2 separate regions of the Mus musculus genome follow, and region 1 is linked to region 2. The links are chromatin contacts, called in public HiChIP or PLAC-seq maps. All regions are on one chromosome and are shown on one strand. Each heading gives the region's core, a stretch centred on a gene start, on an enhancer-like site or on the middle of the called end of the contact. The rest is flanking DNA. Distances are from core to core; before and after follow the strand shown. Region 1 has its middle 66 kb from the start of Tfec. Region 2 holds the start of Tfec (transcription factor EC).

Evidence for each region. HiChIP or PLAC-seq counts read pairs in DNA pulled down with a chosen protein or histone mark.
Region 1: an H3K27ac HiChIP or PLAC-seq map of bone marrow-derived dendritic cells shows a contact between it and region 2, with 2.6 times the contacts expected there. The contact joins the enhancer-like site here to the promoter of Tfec in region 2. A contact is called at or near these places in 8 of 39 promoter capture datasets (the C10 cell line, the HPC-7 cell line, HPC-7-derived erythroid cells and 4 more), 21 of 484 Hi-C or Micro-C datasets (the C10 cell line, ECoMG-derived neutrophils, the HPC-5 cell line and 15 more), 4 of 115 datasets of contacts at active chromatin or transcription factors (the HPC-7 cell line, bone marrow-derived dendritic cells, bone marrow-derived macrophages and 1 more) and 3 of 9 other capture datasets (adipose tissue, bone marrow-derived macrophages and macrophages).

What each region holds. Positions count from the first base shown.
Region 1 is chr6:16,961,943-16,967,763 of GRCm38.p6, reverse strand. No RefSeq gene overlaps it. Among named protein-coding and RNA genes, the nearest start is that of Tfec, 66 kb to the right of the region's middle. Within about 2 kb of position 3,308, at least 54 of the 459 cell types and tissues checked have an H3K27ac peak or open chromatin away from gene starts, as enhancers often do. A contact at or near this core is called in ECoMG-derived neutrophils, the HPC-5 cell line, bone marrow-derived dendritic cells and 8 more, where this site is marked.
Region 2 is chr6:16,894,815-16,900,363 of GRCm38.p6, reverse strand. It overlaps Tfec (transcription factor EC), which reads left to right and starts at 1,923. Exons shown (of 7, transcript NM_031198.3): 1 at 1,923-2,103.

The DNA of each region.
Region 1 (5,821 bases), core at 2,059-4,558, 66 kb before region 2:
AGAAAGTGAGCTAAGACTTCAACTCGGTTTGGGAATCGGGAGCCCAGCAGCCTAAATTTCACATGCAGTTTCCATACAAATCCATGGTTTGCAGACTTTCCCCAGAAAGATCTGAAATTTCTTCAGGTCGCTTACCTTCATTTCCCAAGATATATATCTTTTAGAGCTATACTTTCTAAACAAGCATGGTAGGTAAGTACCTCTAAAATCCCATGTATTTTAATTGTATTCAAAGGCTGAATAAAAAGGGGAATAAAAATCCAGGGTAAATAAAAATCCACAATAAGCGCTCACTGGGTGGCACAGAGGAACGACGGTGAGGATGCCCACTCTCCTCCACAGAGTGTTATTTTTCTCTTCCCTGTTCTTACCTTCTTCTGCATTCTCAGCACAGTAACACAACGACAAGCCCATGCTACTTAGGATTTGATGTCTTGGAACTTTTATATTTTACAAATGAGTTCCGTGTCATTATCTCATTTAATGTCATCTCCAAGCCAATCAGTGGTGTGTTGACCAGTGGGAGGATTAGTGACCACAAGATCTTTAAAAAAGCCCTCTACAATGAAATAAGTAGTATTTAGGAGAGATATGTTCTTTAGAATTCTTACTCTATGTATACTGGTTTTGGGATACTGGTTGCATCAATCACCTATCTCTGCAGAGTTATTTAATGTGAAAGATAATTATGCTGAGAACAGTCAGGCTTTATGGTTATATTTGTAGTCTCTGTCTTTGTAGGCAACAAACATATTGGGAATGGAGTATTTTGTACTAGGGTAGGAGTTCAGAGTGGTTAACTTGGGGACCACTAGGATCAGTGACTTGGGTCAATCACCTACTTGATGAGCAGAAGCTAGTTTGCAGCTCATATCTCCATCTCTTTGGTAGCATTTCTAGAACCCAGGCTAATTGACTTGCCGCCATTGAGCATACACTTTTGACCAAATTCTTGACGTGTTATTCTAAGATAAAAGTATGAAAAGAGGCCGTGCCATGTCCAAGGAAATAAATAATTAGGCTGAGAGAATGATGGTATGTGATGGTGATACAGCTGACTACTACGTGTGGGTGGGTGGTATCAGTGAAACTTTAACAGATCCATTTTCAAGAAATACCCCATTCAATTATCTTTGAATTGGTTTTCACAGTACTTTATATGTAGTCTTAAAAATGATACCATTAACTTTTAAACTATTCTGAATTAAGTTTACTTATTTTACGCAAACATTCCGAAGTCAATGCTTGGACGGTAGCTAATATGTTCTGTTTACAGTTATTTCTGACATTCTTCAGTGTCCTGCTTAGTCTTGATTTCTTCCCTGATATATTTGAAGTAGTGAACTTCTAATGGAAAAAGCACATACCGGTTTTTAAGTCTATAATACAAGTCTCCTTAGGAATTCATTATTATCCTCACATCCTTATTATGAAAAAGAGTCCTTCTTTTTAAGCACTGATTAAGCAAGTACTCTGAAATGGCTTTATGTTAAGCACTTTACATGCATTATTAAAATTGTTCGGGATTCCGGCAGAGTCCCATTTTATGGATAATGAACTGAGGCCCAGAGATATTAAGTACTTGCATGACTAACAAAAAGCATCACTATTCCATGTCCATGCAATGATGATTGAGCAGAATCACTCTGCCTTGTTTGGTCTTACCGCTTTTTCACTGGCTTTATTAGCGAGGTCTGCAATGGTTTATAAGATACATAGACTAATCTGAAGTAGATTAAGCCAAAGATATAATTTACTGGCTCCTAGAACCAGGAAGGAAAGCTGATATAGGGCCATGAGTGGAACCAGAATTTCAAGTAACTTGAACGTCCCTTTCTCATCTCTGCTTTTTTCTGTATACTGCCTTTGTTCTTGGGCCAGTTCCTCTTTTCAGCCTTCAGTTCCTCGAGGTTAGTGTTCTCACATCTTGCAGGAAAAGGAACCGAGGCTGTAGTTAGTTCAGCTCCATTGTGAAAAGTTTTAACCAGGACTTTCTGGGGTCACATGTCTAGGCCTTGACCTGGTCGTTGGGACCAAGATGGTAAGTGCTACGGTCATAGTGGGGGAAAGGGGACCTACTGCTGCAGGATAGAGGGATTTTGGCTATTTTTGTCGGTTAAGCTAAATGTTGTCAAGTTTGTTATGAATATTTGAAGTTGATTTGATCCAGATATAGTCTCCAGTTTGTTTATCTAAAATGGAAAATTCAGATTCAGGTACAGAGCAAGATACGTTTTTAAAACAGACAGACTCAAAGAGGGCATTGAGCCCCATGGGTTGCACAATGTAGACCTGTGATGTCGACAGATGACTTAGGTGCGGTTGGCGAGCTCTCTCTTTTGTTAGCATATGCCAGTATCTCGAGAGGTCTGTCTGAAAAGGTGTGACACGATGAGAATTGGATTTCTTTATTTAAAAAGCTTCTTCATATGTGGTGACCGTACAAAGTTGTTTCCCCACTATGAAGCTGTGTTTGAAGTCATCAACCAGCTTATACCATTGACTTTTAAACCATCAGTCACATCTCTGTAGAAGATGCTGATCCCTAGAGACTTGCACCATCACAGCTAATTAAAATGAAGTTTTGAAAATTTCAGTTAAATGAATAGATCTGAAAAAAGAATTATATTGAATGAGACAAAACCACAACCCCAAAGAAGTACAGATGTTCATTAATCAACAAAATAATATTTCTAAGTCCATATTATAAGCTAGCCCAGTGCTGAAAGTGAATTGAAGTACCCAACGTGGTGAACTCTTCTTAAAGAGTCTGGTTTAATTTTTTTTTTTTTTTGATAATATGTGGAAGTAAAACTAAGAAAAAATGTACTAATTTTCTTTTCTACAATAATTTTAGTTTTCATGAGGTTTCCACTATTCTCCCAGCGAATAAAAATCTCCCTGCGGCCGGGCAGTAGCAGCACCCGCCTTTAATCCCAGCACTTTGGAGGTAGAGGCAGGCAGATTTCTGAGTTCGAGACCAGCCTAGTCTACAGAGTGAGTTCCAGGACAGCCAGGGCTACAGAGAAATCCTGTCTTGAAAGAAAAAAACAAACAAACAAACAAACAAAAAAACCAACAACAACAACCAACCAACCCAACCCAAAACAAACAAACAAAACTTAAACCCCCCTGGGAATGGCAAGCAGTGAGAGAGGAGGAAGTGGTAAGAGTAAGTGGGAGGAGCTGGCTACATGTCGAGAGAAAGATGAAATCAACTTTAAATGGACAGCTAAGAGGGCCACAGACTGTGGGTAAACTCTCAGAGAGTTTGAGACTGTGAAGAGAGCACCCATGTCCTGGGTGGCTGTCCCCGGAAAGTTCCCTTCTCTGATGCTTGGCTATTCCACTCACAGTCTATGCTTTGGAAAACAAGGCTCATAGCTTTTCAATTTTTAAACATTTATCAGCATAGGAACACTGTCATCGGTTTTGAAGAAACATTTATTTTTGTTGCTTCTCTTCCAACTGTTTAGTCACACTCCCTTTACCCCTCTGCACCTCCCTTGTCACTCTCTTGTGGTCTTTTATCCAGTTGCACAAGCTATACTCACTTGAATGCCCCTTACTAACATACATAAGACATCAAGGCTGGTTCCATTTCCCGTTTTAACAACGGCAGTGCCAGTGTTTAGTGTTGAGGAACTAGAAATTTTAACTACAGCAGTCAGATGAGAATTTCTTGCCCATAGAGGCCTGCAGGGCTATTTGTAAACCACAGCTTCTCATATTCTGGTGTGCTCAGTGCTAGGACAGAGACAAAAATTCTTTTTACTTATGTCCTTTCTATTGGCATTTCCAGACTTCTGCAAACTGCCCCCCACATTTAGATTATTTAATTAGTGGCTTTGTTTCAGAACAGGGAATCAGACCCTGGACGTGTGCTTCTTTTTGTTTTCTTCTGCCTGTGTGTCTTTCTTTCTGTCTATTTATCTATCTATGTGTGCTTTTTCTTTTGAGAAAACATTTTACTTCTACTTGGCCTGCTAGGAACTTCTCCCCGTTCTTTTTCTCAGTGTTGGCATCTTTCTTACTTTCCTTGGTGCCCTGTGTTAAGAGAGCTGCCTGGAATGGACTTAGATGCAGAAAAAAGAAAAACACTAGAAGTGTTTATTAAAGATGTTAATCTGGATACACAGGTCAAAGTTAAAAACAAGAGCAGACAATGCAAAACCTTGAGTCACAGGATTAGCTGCCGGCTTCCTGTGCTTAGATCCCATTTTTTTCATTTGTACTTTGAATGTTCTGAAGTTGTTAAATAGCTTGTAAGATCTGGTTATCTCCTTAGATATGAATCTCATTTAAATTTATGCTGGACACCCTTTAGAAGTTACCTATTTCAAAGAATTCTTGAAGCCACACTTTTAAAATAAAACTCAGACTGAGAGCAGGAGAGAGAGAGAGAGAGAGAGAGAGAGAGAGAGAGAGAGAGAGAGAGAGAGAGAGAGAGATATTATATCAAGTTGGCCTATATATTATACCTTAATACTTTAAACTTACATACTTGAAAAGTCCTTCTGTCTTTAGTATTGATAAAAGAGACAGAAATTACAGAAGATATAACCCAGAAGGTAGGATGGAAATTATATATTGTCTGTTGTTTTCTATCATACTAGGTGTATGTCTGTTTGTCTGTCTGTCTGGTTTTTTTTTCCCTGAAATTTCCTTGGCTGGGAGGATGGGGAATACACAGTTTAGACTCAAGCAAAGGATCTCCTGACATTTGACAGTGAGCAGCAGGTGAACTGAAAGGGCAGCTATGCTGTGTTACATTTAGACTTAGTAGCAAGACCCACTGGAGAAGTCTGAGAAATTCATGATGCTGTCTAAATAGCCAATCATTGAGCTGATCACAGAGTCCCTAATAGAGATATAAGAGAAAGGACTGAAGGAGTTGAAGGGGTTTGCAACCCCATAGGAAGAACAACAATATCAGCCAACCAGAGCTTCCAGGGACTAAACCACCAACCAAAGAGTACACATGTAGGACCCATGGCTCCAGCTGTATATGTAGCAGATGATGGCCTTATTCAGCATTAATCGCAGGAGAGACCCTTGGTCCTGTGAAGGCTCGATGCCCTAGTGTAGGGAATGTGAGGGCAGGGAGACAGGAGTGGATTGGTAGGTAGAGGCACACCCTCATAGAAGCAGGAGAAGGGCATATGGGATAGGGGGTTTTCAGAGGGGAAACCAGGAAAGGGGGTAACATTTGAACTGCAAATAAATAAAATATCCAATAAAAAATGTATTGTAAACCCATGACCTTGTGAAAAAATTTTATAGTCCAAGTGTGGGAAGCAGAGGAAGTACTGATGAACATGGGTAGTTTTTATGGGCAGGCCCACGTCTCAGCACCAAGGTGACTGGCACCAGGTGGCAGCAGCAGGTTCGTAAGGTGGATGAAGGGGGAGAATGTACCCAAAAGATGTAGAGCTGGACCCTGTGGACTGAGGAGATACATAGCCAAAAGGGAAAAGAATCTTAGCAGCTTTAAATGCTAGAGGGTTTGTATCTGGTAATTGTATGCATTTTGTATCCATTCATGCAGGTGAGACTATTGAGAGTAGGAGCCTACTAGGCCTGTGCTTTTTCATCCAGTGACCCCTGTTTACACTAACGAGTCCCTCCATTTTAGGGGTTACTCTAACCACCTGATTCCATTGACCTCAGTTCAATTATATGACTATATGTTGTTTGTTACAGCTCTGTGATTTAGACAGGATAGTTGAGACTAATTGGGATCCAACTAATTGGGACTAATTGTGTGTTTGAACCCACAGTAATGATAGTGTGGACATGGCCCATCACATCAACACATCCT
Region 2 (5,549 bases), core at 674-3,173:
AAATAAAACTTTGAATTGTTTTCATCCATTCTGTCTACCATGTGGCAAGACTTATTCTGAGGAGTCACAGTAGCTGGGTTGATGTTTGATTTTTACTTCCATAGAAATGTTGCCTTTTTTACTTTGAATGAAATACATGAAGAAACATCAAGTTATAAGAAAAAAAACATATTTGGGATCACATTTCTGAAATCTTTCAGTTCACAATGAGTTGACTTACTACTTTGGGACTTGTAAGGTGGCTTGTGGGAAGAATGGCTGCCAGAAGGGATCTGCTCACTTCAAGGCCAGAAGGAAAACAGGTATGGACCCCTGAAGCACGTCCCCGGTAGCCAAAGGCCCTCCAGTAAGTCCTGCTTCTTCAACTTTCCATCACTTCCTAATATGTCAAGCTGGAACTAAGCTTTGAGCACATGAGCCCTTGGAGAGTCTTTGGGACTTGAAATACAGCAAAAGCCTGTCCTTAATGAATGTCAGATTGTTTTCCAGCAAGCAGAGATTTTGTCAGAGTCAAGGTCAGGAGTCCAGAAGGTAAGAGGATCCTGTATGTATTTCAATTTTAGTAATCAGAGAAAAGAGAAGGAAACAGAAGAGGACACCTGAATATCTAATTATATAGAAGAATGTCTTACTGTGGTACCCTGAAAACGCATGAAAATGAAGGCAGTGAGACTGATTATTAGTGTGCATTGATACAAATGGAAGAAGATATTAAAGGCTTATTAAGCACATGCTGTTGATATGGAAAATATGTTGGGACTGATAAATTACTGCCAGTAGTAATATTGATAAGCCTAGTTGAGGTGTTCTGTTCAGTAGTTTTTAAGAGCTTGACTAGAATGGATTTAGGAGAGGACATAAGATGTGAAATCACAGGCAGGGGACACAGACTTCTCTGGAGCCTCTGAATGGAGACAAACAGCTCGAGGTGCTGTGGTCATGCATTTGTGGACCTCGTAAGTACGCCATTACTGCAGCAGAACTGGGAAGCCATGAATGGGTTGCACCCCCAAAAGTTCAAAATGCTTCTTATTATATGCCTTACAGGAAAAGTGTATCAAATTCTGGTATAGAAAACATTTATGTTTTGTTTTGAAAATTAGATTAGTGTACTTACTCCTAAAATGGGTTCTTAATAGAGTCATTTGTGATTCTGGCTGAAAGCTCCTGACATCAATAATGTCTGATTGAGTAGAAAGAAAGAAAGAGAGATATTTGAAAGGCAGCTTTGAGGGTTTGAGGGTCAAGAGGAAAGCTATTTGTATATATATATATATATATATATATATAAAATAGTAGAATATACACTATATGTAGTATATACTATACATGCAATAATATAGCATTAATATATAGTATATAGAAATATATAATATATATGTACTCATATATATTATATATGTACACACACAAGCACACACACATATACATCCAAAGTTCAATTTTATGTTTCTGTCTAATCTTCTTGGGAAGATCAATTATTCTTGGTTATGAAGTCTTTGAGAACAAATTGGGAAGTAAGAAAACTCGCATTATATAAAATTCAGGAAATAGTCTTAAAACAAAAACTCAAACAATAACAATTCTAAGTCAAAGTGTAATTCCTAACTGAAAGTGGGCAAGGACAGTGTTCTGAAGAAACTTACTTGTAAGGCAGAATGTGTTGCAATAACTGTGGGGTCTTAGTCCACTGAGCTAATAACCACATACTGCCATTGTAAATTCTGGGGAAAAATGTTTATTATGGGGCAATAACGGCATCAATGAGAGGATTTTTACTGTAGTCACACCACTGGAGTAGTTTTTCTGGAATGCTGTTTCTCAAATTAGTAGCACATTTCTGATAAAGAAAGGAAGTCGCCTTAACTTAAAACTGCTGTGTCATTTCTTCTTCCTTAACTGAAATTCCAACCAGAGTCCAGGAAATGCCCTAATGGGTGACTTCTCTTTTCTCCTTCCTCAACTAAGCGGATTCCAAGCTGTTCAAACCATTTATTCTTCTTGAGCAGACCCTTGACTTTTGTGCTTAGGTTATGAGACGAGGGGCTGTAATTTGGAGCTGTTTGTAGCCGCGATGACACACCTAGAATCCAATCAGTGCTGGTAGGTAACCAAACTGGAAGGTTAAGGTTAATTTTCTGTGCTTTAAACAAATATGATGACAAGTTCAATCAATACCTGTTTTGCCTTGATAATATGCATAGCTCTCTTGTAATTATGGTTTCATCTTGCATGGTAGTCAGGTATCAGGACCTTAGAGCAGCCAAGCTACGATTCGCTATAATGTGGATGAGATATAACGGGAATGCTATCAATTTCTATTTTAATCAAGATGTAGAAATCACTGTTTTAGTTTATGATAACCTAGGGAATTTCTTCTAGTTTAATATTTTCAGATATTTACTAAATTGGAATATAATTTAACATTTTATTGCATCGTATGGTATTTTATGAGTAAATGTTAATTTCAATTTACATTCAAACATTGTCTGTTTTATTGTTTTTTTTTAAAGTTAAGAATATATAAGAATATTTGTTCTTCACAGATAATAACACCAGATAGGATTTTAGCATGTGTTCTTTTCCCAAGGTTAGGTTATGGTATTCCTTTTGTACATATGTAGATCTAATTATTTTGCTTAGGAGATTTCAAGTATACTAAACCAGTAACTTTTAAAGTAATAATTTTAAATTGAAACAAAGCCCTAAAAATTAGGGCCAGGATTATTTCTCTGTATGTGCACAAATATAAATAAAGAGGTGTTATATGCACATAGATTTGTTTCTGTGGTTATTCTAGATTATCAATACTATCCCACATTATTAGGAATAGACATTTTGAGAACAATAATGAACCTGAGGTAATATTTAATTTTGCTTGAGTTGTTCATTGGTAATTTATTTGCTAGAAGCCTCATTTAGTGATAAAGAGTTTTCAGTGTACTTGACAATTTTTCCCTGCTCAAAGGCTTTGTCAACAAAGAAAGCTAAAACAGAATGAGAGTTCAGCAAGATCCTGCGAGAAGGGTGCTTCCCTCGGGTCTTACATGGAGCTGATTGTGGCTAGACACTTTCAAGTAGCTGTTGAATTAAATCTTTTCCGTATTTGGTGGAAGCAACCTTAAATAGGTCAAACTTGAGGTTTACACTTGAGTATTTAAAGAAACCTTTAAAGCTATGGACTCAGTGGACTACATATCTACACTTTGTTTGTTTCGTGGATTTTGTGACTTTCTCCTTCTTGCTTTCTCTGTGAAGCAGTAGACTAGGCTACTGGAGGAGTAGATTTTACTGAACTGAAACTTGGGCTTGATTTCAAAAGCAAAACAAATTTCTTAGACATTAACTCAACTTAATGTCTTAGACATGAACATTTAACTTCTAACCAGCTGAGATACTTTGCAAGATGTTTGTATACAATGCCAAATTAAAGCAAGTACATGTTTTTTTCAGGAATTGTAGTGATTTGCATAGTAGAAGTAGAAAATTGTTTTTAAAAACAGTGGCTTGACGCTGACTGAGACAGACTCAGATGCTTTACAGCCAACCACTGGACTGAAGTCGGGGACCCCTGTGGTAGAATTAGGGAAAGTTTGGAAGAAGCTGAGGACGCTGGCAGCCCCATAGGCAGATGAGCAGTTTCAACTAACCCGCACTTCTGAGATCTATCAGACACCGAGCCACCAACCAGGAAGCATATTGGAGCTGGTCCCAGGTCCTGGACACAAATACAGCAGAGGACTGACTGGCCTAACCCTGGAGAGTATTGAGGCCCCAGGGAGTGGGGAGGCCTGTCAGTGGGGTGACTTCCTCTTGGAGACAGGAAAGGAGGAATGGGATGAGGAACTGTGAGAGGGAGGACCAGAATGGGGGCAATGACTGGATTGTAATAATAATAATAATAATAATTATAATAATAAATAAGTGGCATGTGTAGTCAGAAAGGCAAAAGTAAAGCAGAAGCTGAAAGAACAAAGTGCCCTTCCACAATGGCTTGAATACACAGATGAAAGCTGCTTCAAGGTCATTTGGATAATGACAGAACACCTGAGCAAATCCTGTCAGTTCATCCTTTGTCCATTGGTGTACAATTAAAACTATCTCAAGACAGCTCACTCCAGAAAGTCAACTCTTACAGTTACAATCAAGACAACACCATAATAAGACATGTAGTTTTTGCAGATCCAGAAAAGGGCCAAGTTTGCATACAGATTGTGTTAGTCACCCTGATGTTTGCAAATGTCACATTGATAGGAACACCTGCTTGACAACACGTAATGTAACTGTAGATAGCAAAGTCTGCTCTGGTTTCACACGTTGTGTCTATTATGACCTAGCAGAGAAATTCAAGACATAAAGCAGTAGGATGACAGAGGCCCAAAACCCACAAAAGCAATAAAGACAGGAATAGTGGATTCGTAGGAGAGAAGAGAAAGAGTGGCAGAGGGGAAAGCAAACATTCCACGAAATATTCCTTTGCCACTTGCCAGTTTCAAACCCAGGACTCTGAAGATGGGCTGCAGGTGTTTGGAGATGTCTCAGCTTTTGCCTTCCCTCCCTTCCCCCAACTCGGGAGAGAAGATGATAGCTGCGATTCTGTGAAATTGCATTCTTTGGGGGCATGGAAAGCCCTGACCATTTCCAACTAAAACAAGAACAGTCTTAAGAGTGGGGGCGATTTGTATTATAAATTAAGAAAATAGGAAAAGGCAAGTACTGGAAAGGTGAAAGGGTTTTGTTCAATTTCCTCAAGAGACCAGTGTTAAAAATAGGTTGGTTGCTTGGCATGCTGGTGAATGCTTGTGATCCCTGCACGTGGGCACCAGAGGTGGGTAAATCATGAGCTCAGGTTCCAGGCTAACATGGGAGAGAGTCCCTATTCACAAAAAAAACCTTGGAGAGAAAGACCTTGTTACTGATTTTTTTTTTAATTGCTCCCAGGGAAAACAGCAGATTGAGACCCATAACCCTAAAGACCCATTAGGCTCCACTTTTTTTCCCTTTTATCTTCTTTAAAAGAAGAGGTGAGAAGTTGATATAAAAGTTAGAAGTGAGGTAATGAAAAGCATCCAAGGTGCTAGAGGTGGACTTCTGATAGGATCCCATGCTCCCATGCCCATTTCTGGTCTACCTCACAAGGTTTTTTAAAGTTATCTCTTGTGTTTATTGAAACATCCTTTAGTTGGCCTAAAAAAGACGTTATGTTTATAGTCCCAGCTACTTCCATTGGACCAGATACATCTACTCTGCCTTTTACTCCCTCCTATATTTCTTTCTAACACAAACATGCTTCCAGTGCTTAGAAGACAGTGTGCACGTGAATATATATTTGGTTTTCATAGTACGTAGACCCAAATAAGAAGGCAAGCCAGAACTTTCTACATAATTCTGTACTGAGTGTTTCTTACATAAAGGTTGAGATGAGGACCTGGGATGCTGGCGATGTGTATGGCCAGGGGGGTAGTATTCACCTCATCTCTTCCCTTAGAGGCTCTGTGGATGCAAATGCGTTTGAATGCACTGGGCTGTGTCTTGCCAACAACTAGCAG